Linked DNA regions of Hordeum vulgare: all the other regions are linked to region 2. Evidence: chromatin contacts called from public Hi-C data. All regions are on one chromosome and are shown on one strand. The core of a region is the stretch at or near the end of the contact, and the rest is flanking DNA. Distances in the headings are between cores, read along the strand shown. Region 1 has its middle 220 kb from the start of LOC123399140. Region 2 holds the start of LOC123436146. Region 3 has its middle 61 kb from the start of LOC123410957.

Region 1 (3,303 bases), core at 531-3,030, 300 kb before region 2:
GTCCAGTCCACACACACACAAATATACTGTCACCCTCTAGATAGAAAATGCCATGACCAAAAAAATACACATAATATTATAAATTTATACAATGCCATGCTATGAAAAATGTGAAAACTGCCATCCTCAAGATAAAAATGTTTCATCTGGATAAGCCCCAATAAAAATTGCCATGTCACTAACATAAAAAAATGGCATCCTCTCAGTATTAAAAATGCCACCCTCTCAATGATAAAATGTCATCCTTGCAAAAAAAGGCATCCTATTATTAATAAAAGTGGCATTCAATTAATAATAAAAACTATCATGGCATTGAAAATAAAAAATGCCAACCTATCAGCATTAAAAATGCCCCCTCTAAATAATAAAAATCACATATCATTGTTAATAAAAGTTCCATCATATTATTAAGAAAATGCCGTGCACGTATTATTAAAAAACTTCCATGATATTGAAAATAAAAATTCCATGCTCTTAATTAATAAAATTGCAAGAAAGTAAAAAAAGTTATGTTTCGGAAAAAAGTCATGGTTTTGATGGAAAATTCCATGTTATGTATAATAAAAAAATTGCACATACATAAACATGATAAAAATGCAATGCTATGTATAATAAAAATGCACATACATACATAGTAAAAAACGACATATTAGGGGACAGACACCTCTAGATAATTTTGTTCTTTATGAAATGAAAAAACAGGACTTACAGACATTTTTCAAAATAAGAAAGAATTAAATGTATGTACATAAACATGTTTGTGCGCAAATTGTTCATCGATCCCGCTCCAGCTGAAGTGGTCAATGAGCAATTTGCTCACTGACAAGGGCAAGAGTTGAAACCCTTGCGGGCACCCATTTTTCAGTGATGTTACCTAGCCGACGTTCGCTAGGAGAAGGGTGGCAAGTGAACGTCAGTTGGTGGCAGTTTTAGTTGCGTAGTTATATCAAACGACGGCAGTTTGAAACGAAAAATGCCTTTCATTCCCTCGGAACTAAAAATGCCACCTAAAACGTTCGCGTATACCACCCTTTCTGACAAACGTTCTGTCAGTTATGGGCGTCCCATTTTTTAAAAAATAAAAAGGTACGTTCGCCAGCATAGTTGGAAATTGGAATAGCGAACGACTGAGGAGATCTGACCTGGCACCTGATTTGCACCAAGATTCGTGCCGTCAAATCCGACGGCAGAAAGGGCGTTCGCTGGTACCTGTCTTCTCACTGATCGTACGCCAGGTAACATTTCCTCGAGGAAATCATCCCGCAATTCACCGTTGATGCAGTGCACAAAAGGATAATCGTGCAGTTGAAAGGTGCAACCCTTCGATGCCGATGCCGATGCCGCCCAGCCCAGCCTGCATGGTGATGGTTGTTGCCGGAAACGGAGGCGTAGGGTCGATCCCCCCCCCCCCCCCCCCCCCCCGGCATGCAACCCTCCGAATTCTGAATCCCAAAAAGCGTCCAAGTCCCCAATGCATACAAGAATGCTCCAGCATTCCCTCTTCCGGTTTGGTCTGATTTATCATCCACAAAAGCAGCTCCGCCTGATTAATTTAACTTATCATCATCATCATCACTTATTCGTACGCTACTTCGGTTACTAATTTATTTGGATTTAGTTCTCCAGCAGAGGAATCTCAGCTGATCAAGCCACTCTGAGTCTCTGATTAGGTAATAATCATCGTCCATGAAACCGAAAGAATAGAATGGCATCTACACCTATCAGTTATCGCGTCGACGCTATAGACAGCCCAACGGTCAGGAAAGATTCCCTGCCTTTCCCTTCACCTTCCCACATCATCGACCCGTGACAGGAATGTGCTTCGGCTAGGCTAGTCACAAGTCACAACACTCTCAAATTCCTCATCGATCACACTACTGCCACTGCCACTGCCACTGACTCGCAAATCAATCTGCTGGTACTACCTGATGAGCGGGCTTGCAGAAGATGAAAAAGGCATTCAGCAAGGAGAGGCCGGCAACTACTGCATTGCATGCTTTGTTGCGTTCCTGCAAAAGTCAAAAGACAGAGACTCCAAGTAAACAATACTATCATATACACCACCATATCCCTGACCTCACGGCAAGGTCACGTATGTACTCCGTATGCGTCTAGTAGTATGATAATACTGCGACAGTACATACTGATGTGTACAGATCACCTATATGTATGTATAATTAAGCCGCAGGTACCTGTAATATACTACTCCCTCCTTTTCTAAATATAAATCATTTTAAAAATTTCGTTAGGGGACTACATACCTAACAAAATAAATAAATCTATACTTTTATATATATATATATATACACATTCGTATATAGTCTTTCTGTGAAACAACTAAAATGATTTATATTTAGAAACGGATGGAATATTCCTGTGTAACTATTAGTGTAAAGAATTTGAAGACCTGGCTTGTTCCAGACTTGTACTCCTAATTCTCTCAAGTTCTTGCAACAGTTTTAATAGATTAAACCGTGCTTTCGTCCTAGTTGCACTCCTTGTTTGGGTCCTTGGTTGTCTATAAGAGCTCACTATTACAGCTGGTTCATTATCGGAAAAGATAAAACAAGAATGAATACACCTCTCGAGGGCCAATTATTGGGGTTGCAGGTTGCGCCCATCGATAAACAAGACGAGGTTATCTCTTGATCCAAAGCAAAGCAGAGGAATACTAGTCCTTGCAGTATTTATTTTCTTATATAAGAGTACTTGTAGTGACCCCCGGCTCCACCGCTTCAACATACCATAACTGGAGGCACTACAAAGTCTGCTGCTCAAAGTTCAACCGAAAAGAGAAAATTACGTGGATCAAACAATAAGATCGCGACCACCAGCTGCACAAGAACAAATGATCATCGACGTTCCAGTGTCGCGGGTTTGCGGCGAAGCAGGAGATGAGCCAGCTCACTTCAGCAAACATCACAGCAACGATCGATCCCATGACCCAAGAAGGGGAACACCCAGCTGCATAAAGAAACATCAGCCTGAGGCCACACCGCCACAGTAGAAAAGGACGGTCTCGAGCTAGCTTTCTTTTGGAAAAGCTGGTTAAAACCCCTGCCTCTATATCAATTGATGTATATAACTATATTTATTAATTACTATTTAACAAAGGAATTATAAAAACGTAGGTCAGATCATCTGAAGCCATCACTTACACCTACAAACTCGATAATGTGAAATGCACTCATTACACATATCTAAATCCGGTGTCGTTACCGACCCATCCGCATAACGTATCGGAAAAAACAACCGATGCAGCAAACAAAAACATCTACGACGTGCACACGTTTTAGAATGCGT
Region 2 (3,653 bases), core at 699-3,198:
AATGAAACCTTTAAACAGATTTATATTTAGGAACGGATGAAATATTATATAGGGTGGAGCATTTGTGAATTTGCTACTATATCCCACAAAAGGTGAATTAACTTAGGAATACCATTACTATTAGTAGTAGGAGTTAATTAACACATTGATGCTTGATGAGCAAAGCATTCACCTTCTTTGAAAACCAATCTCTCTTTCTCATCCCTACACACAAATCAGTAGACCTAGCCGCCATCATCAACCGTAAAGAAAGGAAGAAAATAAAACTGGTCGTAACATAAATTTTATTCACATTAATAGCTCATCTATGGCCGCTGGGAACGCGAGAGGGTGAACATTTCTAAGATCAGACGAGATCCACACCCCTGGCGTCGCCCCAGCCCATGGCAGCTCGGGGCGTCCCTCCCCTCCAAAACTTAGGATCCGCCTCCCCGTCCACCCCTTCCCTTGAGTCGCTGTCGAAGGATGCCGCCGGGCGAAGCCCGTGCGGCTGACGACGATGGCGGGGACCTTCTCGCGGCATCTCTGGAGCGGAGGGTGACAACTCCAGACGAGGTCCTGCGGTGTCGCGTGGCGCGACTGCTCAGACATGCGGCCGCGGGGCTCGGCGAGCAACAATTGGTTCCGTGGTGGTCGGGCTCGGCAGCCTGCGTTGCTCCGTGCGGGCGCGGTGTGCTGCGTTGTGGATCCAGGTGGGCTCGCAACGGCGGCCGGATATGTGGTGGTCGGGCTCGGTAGGCTGCACTCCTCTAGGGCAGCGGTGTGCCATGGTTGCGGGACCGGTGACATGGTGCATGCGGGGTAGACATATATGACGTGTGCGTCTTCGACGACGACGCTCCGATCTGTCCGCCGTGGGGGCGAGTCTAGAGTGACTTGGCTCCGAGGGCTTGATTTGGTTGTCTCCTCCCCTCCGTCGTTGGCGGCGATCTCGATCAGGAGTACACCCAGTGTAAGGCGGTCCTAGGTTTCTTTTCGCGTCAAGATGGTGTTCTAGTAGATGTCGTCATCCATTGACTTGTCCATTGATGAGTTCCGGAAGGCTCCGTTGGAGATCTCCATTGGATGCTTGTTCCTTGTAGATTGGTGGATTGAATGGGATTCGGTCGTGTGCGCCCTCATCTCAGCCTATGTGGCTTCATGTGGGCGTGATCCGAAGCTTTGTTTTTTTGACATCATGGAACATGTCGGTATTTCGATTTTCATGGTGAAGATAGTGACGGAGAATGTCATGCGGCTGGGATCTGAGGCTTATTAATGGTGGACCGAGTCTTCGAGGCCATGAAGACTTTGTTTGATGTTTCGTGACTCGTAGCAACAACATTGGCAAGTGGGGGCATAACACATGAGGAGTATAGAGTCTGTTCTTTCAGGATAAAAATCTAAGGTCCGACTTTAATTGGTTGTGTGTGGCAATGATTTTGTTGAAGGTATTGTTTTGAAAGCGTGGATTTCTTCAGGGTGAAAACCTAAGATATATGATCGAACGACGTCGTAGTTTATGCACTATTTCCTTCTTGAAGGTGTCGTTTTCGAAGAATTTGAATTTGAAGTGTTGTCTTGATGATGGTTTGTGTTGCAGCTACTAGTAATTGATCACCGTAGTGGAATCTTTTTTTTTACTTCTTCTTTTAAAAAAATAGATTGTGTGCATCTATAATGTCTTTAGAACATTTTATTATTGCAGGATGTGTATGTACTTCCTCCGTCACGGTTTAGAAGGCATGCTCGGAAATTTTCGGGAACCTAGCTGGTTATTGTTTGGCTATGAGATGAGATAAGAAATATAATTTACACTATGCATGCATATAAAAGTAGTAATTAGCAGCTAGAAGTAAATGCAACACGCCTTAAACCGTGTCTATTATGAAAATGCACGTAAATTTAAATGTGTCTTCTAAACCCTGACGGATGTAGTTGATATCATTATGATATTAATATATTTCAGAAAAACTACGGGGCCGGGTAAACATGGCAAGCACGGACAAAGCGTGAGCGAAACAGAAAATGCCTAGCACTATACTAACACATGCGGGACTAGGCCATTAGGACCACACAGTGCAAGCGTTGCATCTCAAATCAAATCAAGTGGGGTGAAACGTCCGCCCAAGTAGGGGGGAACACGTGCCCAAACCCCCAAGGAATAACGATCCGGGGTGCGCTCCGCCGGGTGCCCCGAGCATTTCGCTTCTTCGCTAATACTGTAGTAATCAGACCAAAACCTGAGGTCACAGAAGAGACGAGGCCTCGTTAATTAATCAGCCCGGCACTTGGCTTTCAGCCCCTGTTATTAATCAAAGGGATGCTCGACAAGGAATTGAAGGCCGCTTTGCGAATAACGCATCGGCCCGCTACTCCTTCTAATTAAGCCGGATTTGATTGATGAATGGATTAATTAAGCCGGGGTTTAGGAAGAGCGGCTACCAGAGAGGGGAGGAGGAAGACGACTTGGTTTGGTTCGGCCTGGGTGGACCGACTGACTTGGGACGATAAGAACGAGACACGCGCACTCGGAGCCGGAGAGAGAGACCCCTCCCATTCCCATTCCCATTCCCCTTCCCATTCCCGTTCCCGTTCCCGTTCCGTCCTACTAAACCCCTCCGTCGTCTACTTCTAGACGGACGCCCAGCACCCGTCCATATATCGCTTCTTCCGCCGCTCCGCCTCCACGCGCACCAACCGCCCGCCCTTCGATTCCCCCGAGGCCCCTGAAGAAGAAGAAGAAGAAGAAGAAGAAGAAGCAGCAGCAGCAAACAAGACCCATTCTTCTGGTTCTTGGTGCGGTGCGGTGCGGCGCGCGGGCATGGCCATCGACCACGAGTCGCCGTTCAAGGAGCTCCGCCTCAAGAACAGGAGGATCATGGTAATAATCGGTTAACCGACCCACCCTCCTCCCCTCTCCCGTAGCTTGTTGTGCTAGCTGCGATGGCGCATCGCCATTCCCCTCCTGCTTGATTGATTGGTGCTAGTGGTGCTGGTTTCTTGCCTCGTGCGCGCGTTTCGTTCTGTTTGGCCCGTGCTAGCTCCTGTCCGTGGTGAGGGGAGGGAGGGAGGAATGAGGGGAACTGGTTGCGTTACTGTTGCATCGGGCGCGCGGGTTGCTGCTGTGCCAGTTCGTGTCCATCCTGCGACGAATGGCGGTCAAACCATTGGTTGATTCTTCTTCTGCGTCTTCCCTCTCCCCCACCACCTAATTAATGGCGGTGTTTCTGTTTTGGTTCCGCGTCGTCGTCTCTCTGCTCCGGCATTTGGATTGGATGCCTTGGAATTTGGTGGAAGTACTGGTCCTAGCCTTCGTGTTTCTGTAGTTTCTTATCTCTGATTGACTGATTGATTGGTGAGGTATGGCTCGCCGTAGATTTCTGGCAATCTTGCCGGCGTTCCGACGAGATCGATTTCTCGCTTGTCAAAGACCCAATGTTTCCATCGCTGAGCATTTCTTGTTGACCTGACCGATCTTTCTTGTGGTGGTTGTTGTGTGCAGGGAGGCGGCGCCCCCGAGCCGGAGGAAGAGGAGGCGGAGCCGCAGGTGGCGGCGGCCACGGCGGCGGGGGAGGAACAGCAGTGGCCGCAGTGGCTGCGCCCGCTGCTGTCCGCGCGCTTCTTCGCGCAATGCAAGACGCACTCCGAGTCGCACCGGAGCGGCGAGTGCA
Region 3 (3,373 bases), core at 829-3,328, 270 kb after region 2:
GTCCCTCAACACAAATAATGTCTCTCACGTCTTATCTCCGTCTCGATGGTGTGAATAGCATTGTCGGATGATGTGTGAAGGTATGTCTCCAATTGGTCTCCGAAGATTCGATTTGTGCTGGTCTTTGGTGGATCTATTTAGATCGAGGGTAATTTGTCTTCGTTGGTGTGGTTACACGTTTAATCTTTGCAATCTATAACTATCTTCATCGATGATGTTTGCTGCTCTGATGCGTTGGCTTTTGGGGTCATACACGATGACTTTTGGGTTGTCTACTATAATAAAGTTTGTCCGGCTTTAGTGACGAACGAACGACGCCGACGCGCCTTGGGCTTTCCTCAGTGTTCTCTATATTGTCATGATTGATGAATAGATTTAAAAATTTCTATCGTACAAAAAATTCATCCCTCATGCTGTAAGTAAACACAACTAAAAAGGCATATCTTGGTGCACGAAGATCTACGCTATAGTATTTCCCATCCTAATTAGGATGCAACATGGACTATCCATAATGCCCATATAAGCGCCCGCAAAAATAGTGTTCGTATACAATCATGAAACTTCAAAACCACGTGATTTCCTATTTAGCTTTGTTTGCAAAAAGGGGTTGCTACACATCGGTTGACGGATCTATAAAAAAAATCAATTGCCTAACGAGCCATCGGATCTGACAAATTTATTTTGCAACATATATTTTGTTGTAAAGACATTTGCAACAGAGATTATGTTACGGGTTTTTATGTAACATGGGAGGCGTTGCCGAATTTGTCTTTGTAATATGGGTCGTGTTGCAGAATTATATTGCAACATGCATCGTATTGCGAGATTTTTTTGCAACATGGATTGTGTTGCAAGATCTAGCCGTTATGTCAATTTGCAATAAGGGGCTAGTTGCATAACCTTTTTTGAAACAATAGATCAATTGCAGAACATGGACATGAATGGATTGCTTCCTGACCATGTGACAAAGCTCATCCAACATATATGAAACGGTGGACGCTCGCATAAAATCGATTGGTTGAAAGTAATCACTTCCCCTGTAAAAAACATTGAGGCAATACTATTTGTGTAACTTGACACACAACCACTGCCTTTGTCTTACGCTTGGCCTATTATGTTTCTTCTTCTTTGTTCACTCCCGTATAACCGTAAACAGGGAGCTCCTATTGGGTGTTGTAGGTGCCCGTTGAAGAAGTAGCGCCTACAGCGTCCAGCAAAAGGCCGCCGCCCATTAAAAAATCGCTCCCATTTGATTTCGCACGTCTTGCTGTTTTTTCGGCTATGTTGTGTTACTCGTTAATGAAAAAGACCGGTTCTGGATTTTTACAATTTTGAATATGTTGTGTAAATAAAAAAATTTAACAGATTTATATATTTTTCTTGAAAAAAAGGGTTCATCAACTTTGATATTATAAAGTCACAAATCTGAACATTTTTTATCAGTTTTGAAAAAAGCTCATTGGATTTAAAAAAAACTTCATTGATTTTAAAAAACATCCATAAATTTTCAAAAAAGGTTAATCGAATATTTTAAAAGTTCATAAATTTTTTAATAAGTTCATCACGTTTGAAAACGGTTCATCGATTTTGAAAATAATTCATCAAATTTGAAAAAAAATCATGAAATTTGAAAATAATTCATCAAATTTTAAAAAGTTCATACAATTTCAGAAAAGTTCATTAAATTTCTAAAAAGTTCAAGAAAATTCAAAAAAACTTCAGCATTTTTAGGAAATGTTAATCAAAATTGAAAAAACGTTCATCAAATTCAAAAAATAAATCATCCACTTGAAAGCAAAAGTTCACATATTTGCAGACAACTCATTGGCCAAGGAAAAAGAAGAAGAAAAAGAAAAGGAAGAATGAATAAAAGGCGTCTAGGTTAACATGTAAACACAACCGAGCTCAATGGCGGGAAGGTTACACCAGCCAACCTTCGACGGGGTTGTTGCCGGTTCGAATGCCACATCTGTGCATTCTTTTTTTTCTGGTATTTATTTAAAAGAAGAAAATCAAAATGGACCCAGCCCAAGTAGCCGCACCCTGCAGGTGCTCGTTTGCAATGATGACATACGCGTCCGATTCCTGTGGAGCGCGCACCCCTCCCCCGCACGCTCTCATGGGCCGACCCATATGCGGGGCGGCAAGCTTATTTGTTTTTTTTCTTCTGTTTTTAGTTTTTTGCTTTTAAAAATAATAATTCCTGGATTGAAAAAGAATCACAGAATGATAAATGCTCACGAATTTAAAACTTCTTGTGATTTTTCGGTTGCAGGTTCGAATGCCACGTCCGTGCGCTCTTTTTTCGGTTTTTATTTAAAAGAAGAAAATCAAAATAGGCCGAGCCCAAGTAGCCATACATGCAGGCGCTCGTTTGTAAACGGGCACATAAGCGTCAAATAGGGATTTCCCCCATGATGACATACACGTCCCATTGTTATTTTTAAAAGATGTACATGTATTAAATAAATGTTCACAATTTAAGAAAAAAACTAAAATCAATCAAAAAGTACTTGGGGAATTCAAAATTGTTCCCAAATTTTATTTTTAACTAAATTCAAAAATGTTCACTAATTCAAACTAATCATGAACTCAAAAAATGTTCGTCAAAAATAATTTGTATTCCGAATTTCCAAAAATATTCTGGAATTGAAGAAAATGTTCACCGGTTCAGTAATTTGTTTCTGATTTTCAAAATAAATGTACGTGATTTAAAAAATCTGGCCTATTCAATTTTTCTAGGGTTCTATTTTTTTCACGAACTAGGTTTTTTTGGTGAATTTGAAAATATTGACATATTAAAAGAAATGATAATGAAATCAAAACCAACGCTCATGTTTTCAAAACAACATTCATGAATTTAAAATATGTTCGCAAATTGAAACAAAGTTAAAATTAAAAATAAATTAAATGTACTTCCCCGTTTCATAATATAAAAACGTTTTAAACACTATGGAATGGAGGAAGTAAAAAATAAGAAAGGAAAATATAAACTAAAAAATAAAAAGGAAAAGTAGAAACGAACAAATAAAAAGGAACAAAAGAAAAATATATAAAAAAGACAAGGAAAACAAATAACCTATTCATTGAAGGTTCTAGAACCGTAAAAAACTTCCTAAAAAAAGAACCGTAAGAACTAGGACTTGAGGGGGGTACACGCACTAAGTTGCTTCGTGACGACCTTTGCGGAGAACAGGAGATCCGAGTAGACCAACTACAGATAGATAGAAGAGAAAAAAAGAAAAGCTCACGAGGAGAGTGGTCTCACTTATTCCCGCAAGGATTCTGCGAAGCGGGAGAGGCGATCTCGCTAACTGCCCACGAGAGGCGAACTATGTTGGTGAATGTTGCATGGAAAATAAAAAAAATTCTA

The links. A called contact is a pair of places that touch in the nucleus more often than the background predicts.
Region 1: a Hi-C map of leaf shows a contact between it and region 2, with 2.7 times the contacts expected there. The contact joins the enhancer-like site here to the promoter of LOC123436146 in region 2. A contact is called at or near these places in 1 of 6 Hi-C or Micro-C datasets (leaf) and 1 of 1 datasets of contacts at active chromatin or transcription factors (embryo).
Region 3: a contact with region 2 is called in a Hi-C map of leaf, with 4 times the contacts expected there. The contact joins the enhancer-like site here to the promoter of LOC123436146 in region 2. A contact is called at or near these places in 2 of 6 Hi-C or Micro-C datasets (leaf and seedling) and 1 of 1 datasets of contacts at active chromatin or transcription factors (embryo).

The regions. Positions count from the first base shown.
Region 1 is chr1H:354,508,753-354,512,055 of MorexV3_pseudomolecules_assembly, reverse strand. No RefSeq gene overlaps it. Among protein-coding and RNA genes, the nearest start is that of LOC123399140, 220 kb to the left of the region's middle. Within about 2 kb of position 1,780, at least 2 of the 3 cell types and tissues checked have open chromatin away from gene starts, as enhancers often do. A contact at or near this core is called in leaf, where this site is marked.
Region 2 is chr1H:354,211,515-354,215,167 of MorexV3_pseudomolecules_assembly, reverse strand. It overlaps LOC123436146, which reads left to right and starts at 1,948. Exons shown (of 2, transcript XM_045115613.1): 1 at 1,948-2,863; 2 at 3,485-3,653. The coding sequence starts at 2,804.
Region 3 is chr1H:353,941,161-353,944,533 of MorexV3_pseudomolecules_assembly, reverse strand. No RefSeq gene overlaps it. Among protein-coding and RNA genes, the nearest start is that of LOC123410957, 61 kb to the right of the region's middle. Within about 2 kb of position 2,078, at least 2 of the 3 cell types and tissues checked have open chromatin away from gene starts, as enhancers often do. A contact at or near this core is called in leaf, where this site is marked.